2 separate regions of the Capra hircus genome follow, and region 1 is linked to region 2. The links are chromatin contacts, called in public Hi-C maps. All regions are on one chromosome and are shown on one strand. Each heading gives the region's core, a stretch centred on a gene start, on an enhancer-like site or on the middle of the called end of the contact. The rest is flanking DNA. Distances are from core to core; before and after follow the strand shown.

Region 1 (5,208 bases), core at 1,501-4,000, 110 kb before region 2:
TATATCTCTCCCCTCTTTTCTGGATTTCCTTCCATTTGGGTCACCATAGAGCAGAGTTCCCTGTGCTGAACAGCAGGTTCCCATTAGCTACCTATTTTATACATAGTATCCATAGAGTAAGAGATCCCTATTGTTTAATCCAATCTATTCCTCCCCATTTTTACACGGAACTCATTATGTACTGATCTATTGCTAATAGATCGTTTCTTTTATTCTTTAGATTAGACCATGCTGCTTCTAAATCTTGCCTGCTGCTGCTGCTGCTAAGTCACTTCAGTCGTGTCCGACTCTGTGCGACCCCATAGACGGCAGCCCACCAGGCTCCCCCGTCCCTGGGATTCTCCAGGCAAGAACACTGGAGTGGGTTGCCATTTCCTTCTCCAGTGCATGAAAGTGAAAAGTGAAAGTGACGTTGCTCAGTTGTATCTGACTCTTAGCGACCCCATGGACTGCAGCCTACCAGGCTCCTCCGTCCATAGGATTTTCCAGGCAAGAATATTGGAGTGGGGTGCCATTGCCTTCTCCGAAATCTTGCCTAATATATCATAATAAGGTAATAGCCCAATTATACGCCAAGGGTTTTTTTTTTTTTTTTTTTTTTTCCACTAGCCTCTTTGCCTCCTTTCTCATTCCATTTTTGGGTGACACCAGCTGCCGCATCTTACGCCTGTGAAGAGACAGGACCAAATAAGAGAGGAAGGGTGTTGGGATTAAAGAGAGGTGGGACAAGGCAGGGAGCAAGAAATGCCTGGCTCCCTTCCATCCTTCATGGAAAACTGAGGAAGAGGAGCACATACACAATGCAGACCCACAAGCTGGAACTCTGGCCAAATTTTACACTGAAAACATTAAAAAGATCAAACATAAAATTTTTACTTAGATGCAAAAGTTCCCATGCCAGATATGCAGCATAAGGACTGAAAGAACTAGCAAGCAGCCCTGTGTTAATTTCTTTTTTTAAATTGTATCATTGACCAGATACTCATTGGAAGTAAACAGTGGATTACTGCTGAGAAAAGAAAAAATGCCACTGCGGTCTTAGACAGAATCTGGGGAGGAAGACAGTGTGTCCCAGCTAGGTCCAGGATGTATCATGTCCACTGCGTCTCACTCTGAACACAGTGTTTTAAGAGTCGCTTGAACACATTTAAAGAGCAGTACAAAGGGCGGGGAGACCCATAACTATTTTATGAGCAGAAGCGGAAGAAACATAAAGAGAACTGAGCTCCTGTGCATAAAACCAAGGAGTGAAATCAAAGAGCAAACTAAACCCTGCTGGACGCAGAAAGCATCGGTGGCAATTACAAGGCGCTGTTGGAGATGTGGTGGGCCCAGAGTAATAGGATTTCTTACACTGGTGTTACAGAGAGCCACCGATCCATCTCTCTAAAGCGCAAAATTAATGCTCAAGGTGCACTCATCATTAAATGGATCAAGTGCCTCAGAAAAAGAAAAACAAATAATCTGCTTTAAAAGGCTACATGTACAAAGGGGGTCGCATGACAGGATTTGGGGAGCTGATGGATTGCTCTGGGTCTTGGCAGTGGAAGTGGTTTTGTGACTCTACACGTGTCAAAATTCGCAAGTCTGTCCACCCAAAACAGACAGATTTTACTGTTGTAAACTGCAAAATAAATGAGTCAAGGCATTTTAGGATACAACGAAGCTAATTTTATCCATAGAAAGAAAGTCGCTGGGTCGTGTCCTACTCTTTGCGACCCCATGGACTGTAACCCAGCAGGCTCCTCTGTCCATGGGGATTCTCCAGGCAAGAATGCTGGAGTGGGTTGCCATGCCCTCCTCCAGGGGATCTTCCCACCCCAGGGATTGAACCCAGGTCTCCCACATTGCAGGCAGATTCTTTACTGTCTGGGCCACCAGGGAAGCCCAAGAAGCCTGGAGTTGACAGCCTCTCTCTTCTCCAGGGGATCTTCCGACCTAGGGATGGAACTGGGGTCTCGCGCGTTGCAGGGGGATTCTTTCTTTATGTTATAGGACACACTGATTCCAGAGTAGAAAAAAGACACTGAGGAGAGTCCCTGGCATTTCACCTTGTTGATGCTCTCTGAGTGGGGGATAGGCATCCTGGACGCGTTAACAGAGGCCTGTTTCAGTCTCGCCAGGGCAGGGGACGGGGGTTGCTGGGGAAGAGAGGCCGGCTTCCCCGCTTAAAGCAGAGGGAAGAGCCAGGGCAGGCTGAGACGCAGGCGGCGCACCGGGTGGGGAGTCCGAGCCGTCGGCGCTGGGCTGGAGCCCGGAGCTCCAGGGTTTCCCGCGACCCCCGGAAGCCGGAAGGGGGCCCGCAAGGACGCTCCCTGGGGTCTTCAGAGGACGTGCAGCCTGCTGCCAGCTTGATCTTCGCCCTCTGGCCCCCAGACTGCGAGGCGGTAGATTCCTGTTACTTTAAGCTACTTAGTTGGTGGCGATTTGTGAGGAAGCCCCGGAAAACTCACACACCCCCTGAACGCGTGTCACGTTGGTTCCTTGCGGTCCGCTAAGCACGCCGCCGGTGTCCCCGCCCCAGGGACCTGGCTCTCGCCGCTCCCTGCCCAGCGCGCTCTCCCTTCCGTCTCCAGGGGCGCGTCGCCCCCGCGCCATTCAGCTCCCGGTTCCAGGGTCACCTCCTCCACCGTCAAGCGCTCAAGCGCCAAGAGCCGCCGAGAGACTTTCGGTTCCGTTCGGTTCCGCGCATTCGCCTCACCGCTTACCTGCGCAGCTTGCAGCGACCTGGTGCGTTGCCTGGGTGCGCCGCCTCTTTGTCCGCTTGCCCCCAGCCTAACACACTCACAGACGGCGACTCGGCCTCACCCGCTGCTGCACCGAGAGCCCGAGCAGCGCTTCGTACTTAGTAAGAGGGGACCAGTTGGTCCCGGTTTATCTGACTGTCCTGGTTTTCAACCTTCTTTAAACCAAAAGAATCTAATGTCCCCGGACAGCCTTGGGAAGGCAGGGATGGCTCATCCCACTACTGGTGGACACTGGCGATCCAGTTACCGGGAACCCCAGCAGCTGCATGAGCAAGCCTTTTAAATAAAGGTCTTCCTCACGAAATCCAACATAATGTAGTTGAGCATTTTGGTCACAAGGTGGCGCTGCACTACTAGATTTATTAACACACCAACTGTGATTAAGTCAACCACACGAGGTAACGTAATATTCAAAACTGTTGAGGTATTCAGCTATCTTCATATAGAATTATTAGAGTCTTCTTTAAGACTGAAGTATAGAATTATATCCCTTTGAGGAACTTTTAATTCCGGTGTCTATTTCTGCCAATCATTAAATTTTTCCATATAGAAAAAAAATGAATTTATATGACTGCTTTGCATTTTAATCCTGTTAAGACTTGTGTGACATTAGCTTGAAAAACCTACAGTTGGATATATGTAACTATGACTACAATAACATCTTGTATCCGAAGATTTAAAATATAGAAAGTATTTATGTATTCACTATGTGACCACTTGAAGGTTTTGATAGCTGCAGAAAAAAAATAAACTTGACCAAAAAAAAAAAACCTAACATCAGAAATATCCCAAAGCAAGCTTCCCTCAACTTCACAGATCCTTCAGTAACAGATAATCCCAACCTGGTTTTCTTTTCTAGCAGAAACTTGTAAAATTATCATGGCAGAAGAGTTCACCTCCAGACTTCATGTCTGTAATAGAGACTTACCACTCTGAATAGTCCAGAAGTTAAACTTTGCTCCAGGGAACAGTTGGGTGTTCTTTTGTCTGTGTGTTTTTGGTTTAGATCTCCTAGCCTTAGATTTTTAATTGAAGTATATTTCATCTACAATGCTGTGTTAATTTCAAGTTTACAGCAAAATAATTTGGTTTTATTTTTATTCTTTTTCAGATTCTTTTCCATTATAGGTTATTACAAGACAGTAAGTCTATTTCCCTGTGCTACACAGTAGGCCCTTGTTTGCCTATTTTAAATATTCCATGGAACTGTTCTCAAAACAGAGGTCATAATTCAAGGAAATGTTATCCTCTCTTATCTCTAAAGATTAAGGTAGCTCAGTCCTGTCTTGGCAAGACAATAATGCTATGTTTGTATCATGCAAGCAACAGTATATGTTATTTATAAAGAATATATGTTTATAGCTGACGTAAGCAGAGAAGGCAATGGCAATCCCACTCCAGTACTCTTGCCTGGAAAATCCCGTGGACACAGGAGCCTGGTAGGCTGCAGTCCATGGGGTTGCACAGAGTCAGACACGACTGAAGTGACTTAGCAGCAGCAGCTAAGAAAGGGCTGACAGATACCATGATGAAATCCTCATGGTGGTGACTTTCAGGGAGAAATTAAGGGAAATTGAATCAGGAAGGAGGTCAAGGGGACTACAGCTTAATCGGTATTATTTATTTTTCAAAAGAAATTATAAGTTTGATATTTTCTTGTGAGTGCTAATATTGCCTATATTATATTCTGTTGTTTCCTTTCTAACTTTTCCAATTAAAAGACGAAGAAAGAAGTATTGTCTCCAAGGGTCAGTTGACTTTCCTGTAACAAGTCTGTCAGTTCAGGGAAAAAACAGAATATGTTCAAAGTGAAGCAGCCTTTGGCCTCCTCGAATGAAACTTGCATGAAGACACAAGAACCCAGGATGGGTTATTCCGATCAGAAATTGTTTTGTTTTATTTGATATTTAACATTTTTCTTCCAGTGTTTTTGAGACATAATTGACATACAACACTGTACCAATTTTAGGTGCTATATTTTACAATAACAATTTGACTTACGTACATCATGAGATGATTATAACCATAAGTTGATTGAACATCTGTCTTGTCTAGATACAAAAGAAAAGAAAAAAGAAAAATTTTTTCCCTTGTGATAAGAACTCTTAGGATTTACTCTCTTAACGACTTTCATATATAACACTCAGTAGAGCTGATTATATTAATCAGGTGGTATATTACATCCGTAGCAGTAATTATTACTGGAAATTTGTACCTTTTGACTGTCTTCATCCAATTCCTCCCTCCCCCAACCCCTGCCTCTCGTAACCACAAACCTGATCTCTTTCTCTATAGGTTTGTTTGCTTTTGAAGTATAATTGGCCTTAAGGACTGTGTTAGTTCCTGGTGCGCAGCGTGGTGATCGAGTATTTCTAGACATGACAGGATGGTCACCATGACAAGCCTCGGTGCCGTCCATCACCATACAAAGACATTGCATCAGTGTTCACTCTGTTCCCCA
Region 2 (4,924 bases), core at 2,181-4,680:
TTCGGTGCTCAGCTTTCTCTGTAGTCTAACTCTTACATCCATACATGACTCCTGGAAAAACCACAGCCTTGACTAGACGGACCTTTGTTGGCAAAGTAATGTCTCTGTTTTTTAATATGCTATCTGAGTTGGTCATAGCTTTTCTTTCAAGGAGCAAACGTCTTTTAATTTCATGGCTGCAGTTACCATCTGCAGTGATTTTGAAGCCCCCCAAAATAAAGTCTCCCATGGCAGAAAGCAAAAAACTAAAGAGCCTCTTGATGAAAGTGAAAGAGGAGAGTGAAAAAGCTGGCTTAAAACTCAACACTCAGAAAACTAAGATCATGGCATGGGTCCCATCACTCATGGCGAATAGCTGGAGGCTGGGTTAGGCTTGTCTAATGACTGTGTCTCCCATCCCTCTCTGGAAGGTCCCAGTTTATGTTTCTGCTGCATCTCTGCCCTCTAGTGGCCCAACAGAGTCAGTGGGCCAAGAGGAGAAGATGTGTCTTCTGGGAAACACCTTCTGGAATAGATCAGTGCCCACTTCAGGGTGCAAATCCAGAGCTGCAAAAAAGATATCTAGCCTTCAAGTCATCTCGTAGGAATAATTAGAAGATTATTTAAAAAGACACAAAATTAGATGGGACCCCCACTCAAACATTATAGGAAGCTTTGCTTGTTTGTTTTTAATTCTTCCTGATTGGCAAAATTTATAATATTGCCCAAGCCCAGGAAAGGCAGATGAAAAATGAACAAGCAAGCACTGTTCTGGAAGTGGAAGGGGTGTAACCTTTCATAAAAATGCTCTGGGGTCTCCCCTGGTGGCTCAGTGGTAAAGAGCTCAGCCTGCCAGTACGGGAAACACAGGTTTGATCCCTGGACCGGGAAGATCCCGTGCGCCGCGGAACAACCAAGCCCGAGGGCCACAGCCATGGAGCCTGCGTTCTGGGGCCCAGGAACTATTGCAGAAACCAGACCTTGAAAAGCCAAGCCCCACACTTGGAGAGTTGGAGGACTCAGGTTTATTACGCCGGCGGGCCCGGAGGAGTCAACACTCCAAGCTCTGAGCCTGGAACAAAGTGGCTACAGGGTTTTCATACATGGACAGGCATGATTAAGCGGGTTTGAGGGTTTGCAGGGGCTGGGCGATTGCGAAGAGCAGGACAAGGGCGAGCAAGATAAGCTCCAGTTCCTCGTATTGTGAGTCCCCACTTTCTGAGACCTATGTGACCCAGACTTTGAAAGGAGCAAGCTGGGTTACAGAGGCAGAAGGAGCAGGAGGTTATGCACAATTCTAACTTTTCCTCTTCAGAACCACAAAGACGGAGCCCACGTGCCCAGCTACTGAGGCTGGCGCGCCCCAGAGCCTGTGCTCTGCTGAGGAGAGGCCACAGCAGGAGAAGCCTGCACACAGCGTCATCCCCGTGCTCGGCAGCTGGAGATGAAGGAGCCCGCACAGCAAACAGGGAGACCCGGCACAGCCAGAAATGAATGAATGAAAATAGGAAAGAAGAGAAGATGCTTTGGCAATAGGTTTCAACATGCAGCATGTTAATCTTGTTTGACCGAGGAATCCCATCACTGGGAGTTTATGAAGGATCAACTCACACAAAAGCCAAAAGATGTATATAGGAGAGTATTCATAGATTAAAAGGAAAACTTGAAAATGATCCCTGTTCCAAAATAAACAGCTGATTATACATATGGTTCGAACATAGGGCATGTATGAATCTTATAGATCCATACTTGACAGAATGTTATAGATCTGTATTTGACAATCCATAAATTGTCAAGTGAAAACAGAAGATTGTAAGGCAATAAATACTGTTTAACTCCATTCATTAAAAAATATTTGTATGTGTATTATAGAGGAAGATGCCTGCAAGAGTGAATGCTAGAACATTCACAGTGCCTATCTCTAAACATTTGAATTGCCAGTTACTTTTATCATCTTTGCTTTTTGTTCTCATTTTTTGGCCCCGTTGGAGGATCTCATTTCCCAAACCAGGGATGGAACCTTGGCCACAGTTGTGACAGCCCAGAACCCTAACCATGAGGCCACCAGAGAACTCTCTTCTTTGTATTTTTTTGAATAGATAAATGAACAAGTATCCTTTTTATAAAAAAAGTAATGCTATATTTAAAATCGAGCAGAATAAATAAAATTGGTTACTTAAACTGTAAATAAAAGAACATATTTTTCTTAATCAAAAGCAATGCTGAAATATTACCCATCAATAAAAAGAAATGAACAAAACCTTGAGTCTCAGAAACATCATGCCGTGTGAAATAAGCTTGTCCATTTATGTGACATTATAAAGGAAGAAACAAATCTATATGGATAGTAAACAGATCAAGGGTCACCTGGGGCCCTGGGTCTGGGATTAACTTCAAAGAGACACATGAAAAATGTTTTGGAGTGACTGAAACATTCTATATCTTAATTGACGGGTGGCTAACAGGCGAATATATTTTTAAAATCATGGACTCATGCACTGTAGATGGATCCACTGAACACGCTGAAGAAAAGCTGCTCACACATACGTGGAAGTTTGTGAGTTACGGAGACAGTGACATTGACCTGGAGTCCCTAAACTCAAGATGGGCGTGTTGGGCAAGGCAGACCCTGGGCACACTTGTGAAATCAGGAGGATTTGCACTTCTACCTCCCTGGAAACCAATTCAGTCTTCACCTCATTCCATCCATGACCTTAGACAATACTAGTTTTCACCTTCCCTAAAAAAAAAAAAAAAAAAAGCCCTGGAGCTTTCATGCAGAGAAATGTGGACATGATTATAACCAGCCTAATGGTTTATACTCCCTGAGAGTGCTTCTATCAGGATCACAATCTAAATCTGAGGCTGGAGAAAGGAAGCCCCGTGAGTGACGGTGGAGCGGAGCGCCTGTGTTGCGAGGGTCTCTGGAAGACCCTGCAGGGTACCCCTCTATGGGGACCGTGTGCCTGGCTTAAAGTCCACTACCTTGTCCTTCGATCTTCAGAGCTGCAGTGTCTGTGTTAGTCACTCAGCCGTGTCCGACTCTTTGTGACCCCATGGACTGCACTCCAGCCTCCTCTGTCCACGGAATTCTCCAGGCCAGAATACTGGAGTGGGTGGCCATTCCCTGCTCCAGGAGATCTTCCCAACCCAAGGATCAAACCCAGGTCTCCCCCTTTGCAGGCGGATGCTCTACCACCTGAGCCGCCAGGGAAGCCCTTAGAGCTGCAAGGGGTCTTACAAATCCTGTGTATTTATTCATGGGTTTGTAAGCCCAGTTACTGAAAGCCTTCTGGGCTCCCCTGGGCCACGTGCTAAAGACAGAAGAGAACGCAACGGATGCCACCCACAGGGAGCTGACAGTCTCGTAGGAGATTCCAAGACGGGAAGTTGTTGGGAGTCTGCACGAGGGACCACTGACCCGGAAGCCATGGGCGGCAGGATCACTGGATGGTTCTCGCCACTGTGCCCCGCACAGCACCAGCGCCTGTGGGGCAGGCACAAGGAGGACGGATAGAGTCAGCCGGAGACTCTACAGCCGAGGACTGGAAATAGAAAACATAAGCGGTTTTCCTATTGTTTGAAAGCTCAATGATGCGAAAGACTTTGTTCAGAGGTATGCCAGACCAATGGATGGCTGTCGGGGGAGGTCCTGTTTTCAGACAGTTGTCTGTGCAATGAGATTCATTTCATGACCCCTCTTATCCCCTTGTTTTGGACCCAAGTTAGATTTTTAAAAGAAAGAATAAATGTTCATTTCACAAGTACTTCATAATGAACTCACATTTGTAACATCTGAAATGTTATTTCCAGAAAGAAATTGGGAGACAGAACAGAATAGAGGTAAAAAGGCATTTTTTAAAATCTCTTTTTATAAAAGAGAGCAAGATGACTTCACTCTAATTGACTGGGTTTGGGTCTGTTAAATTATAAGTACTAAATTTTCTTTTTTTAAAAAATCAGGTTTAAAATTTACACTCAATAGCTTACATTCAATAAAGTTTGCCCTTTTTATGTGTTCAGTTCATTCGCTCAGTTGTGTCCGACTCTCTGCGACCCCGTGAACTGCAGCACGCCAGGCTTCTCTGTCCATCACCAACTCCCGGAGTTTACTCAAACTCATGTCCATTGAATCGGTGATGCCATCCAACCATCTCATCCTCTGTTGTCCTTTTTCCTCCTGCCTTCAATCTTTCCCAGCATCAGGGTCTTTTCAGATGAGTCAGTTCTTCGCATCAGGTGGCCAAAGTGTTGGAGTTTCAGCTTCAGCATCAGACCTTCCAATGAACATTCAGGACTGATCTCCTTTAGGATGGACTGGTTGGATCTCCTTGCAGTCCAAGGGACTCTCAAGAGTCTTCTCCAACACCACAGTCCAAAAGCATCAATTCTTCAGCCTTCAGCTTTCTTTATACTCCAACTCTCACATCCATACATGACCACTGGAAAAACCATAGCCTTGACTAGACGGACCTTTGTTGGCAAAGTAACACATCTCTGCTTTTTCATATGCTGTCTAGGTTGGTCATAACTTTTCTTCCAAGGAGCAAGCGTCTCTTAATTTCTTGGCTGCAGTCACTATCTGCAGTGATTTTGGAGCCCCCCAAAATAAAGTCACTGTTTCCCCATCTATTTCCCATGAAGTGATGGGACCGGATGCCATGATCTTAGTTTTCTGAATGTTAAGCTTTAAGGCAACTTTTTCACTCTCCTCTTTCACTTTCATCAAGAAGCTCTTTAGTTCTTTGCTTTCTGCCATAAGGGTGGTGCTATCTGCATATCTGAGGTTATTGATATTTCTCCCGGCAATCTTGATTCCAGCTTGTACAGTTCTGTGGATTCTGACAAATGAATACAGTCATAGAGACACCACCAGAATCAAGATGGCAAATATTTCCACTACCCCCCAAAAGTTTCCTAATGCCCCTTTGAAGTCACAAGATAC

The links. Hi-C and Micro-C count contacts between places; a contact is called where the count stands out from the background.
Region 1: a Hi-C map of blood shows a contact between it and region 2, with 5 times the contacts expected there. The contact joins two enhancer-like sites. A contact is called at or near these places in 4 of 5 Hi-C or Micro-C datasets (blood and liver).

The regions. Positions count from the first base shown.
Region 1 is chr24:59,005,758-59,010,965 of ARS1.2, reverse strand. No RefSeq gene overlaps it. Among named protein-coding and RNA genes, the nearest start is that of PMAIP1, 61 kb to the right of the region's middle. Within about 2 kb of position 2,750, at least 2 of the 5 cell types and tissues checked have an H3K27ac peak or open chromatin away from gene starts, as enhancers often do.
Region 2 is chr24:58,899,022-58,903,945 of ARS1.2, reverse strand. No RefSeq gene overlaps it. Among named protein-coding and RNA genes, the nearest start is that of TRNAC-GCA, 24 kb to the right of the region's middle. Within about 2 kb of position 3,430, at least 1 of the 5 cell types and tissues checked has an H3K27ac peak or open chromatin away from gene starts, as enhancers often do.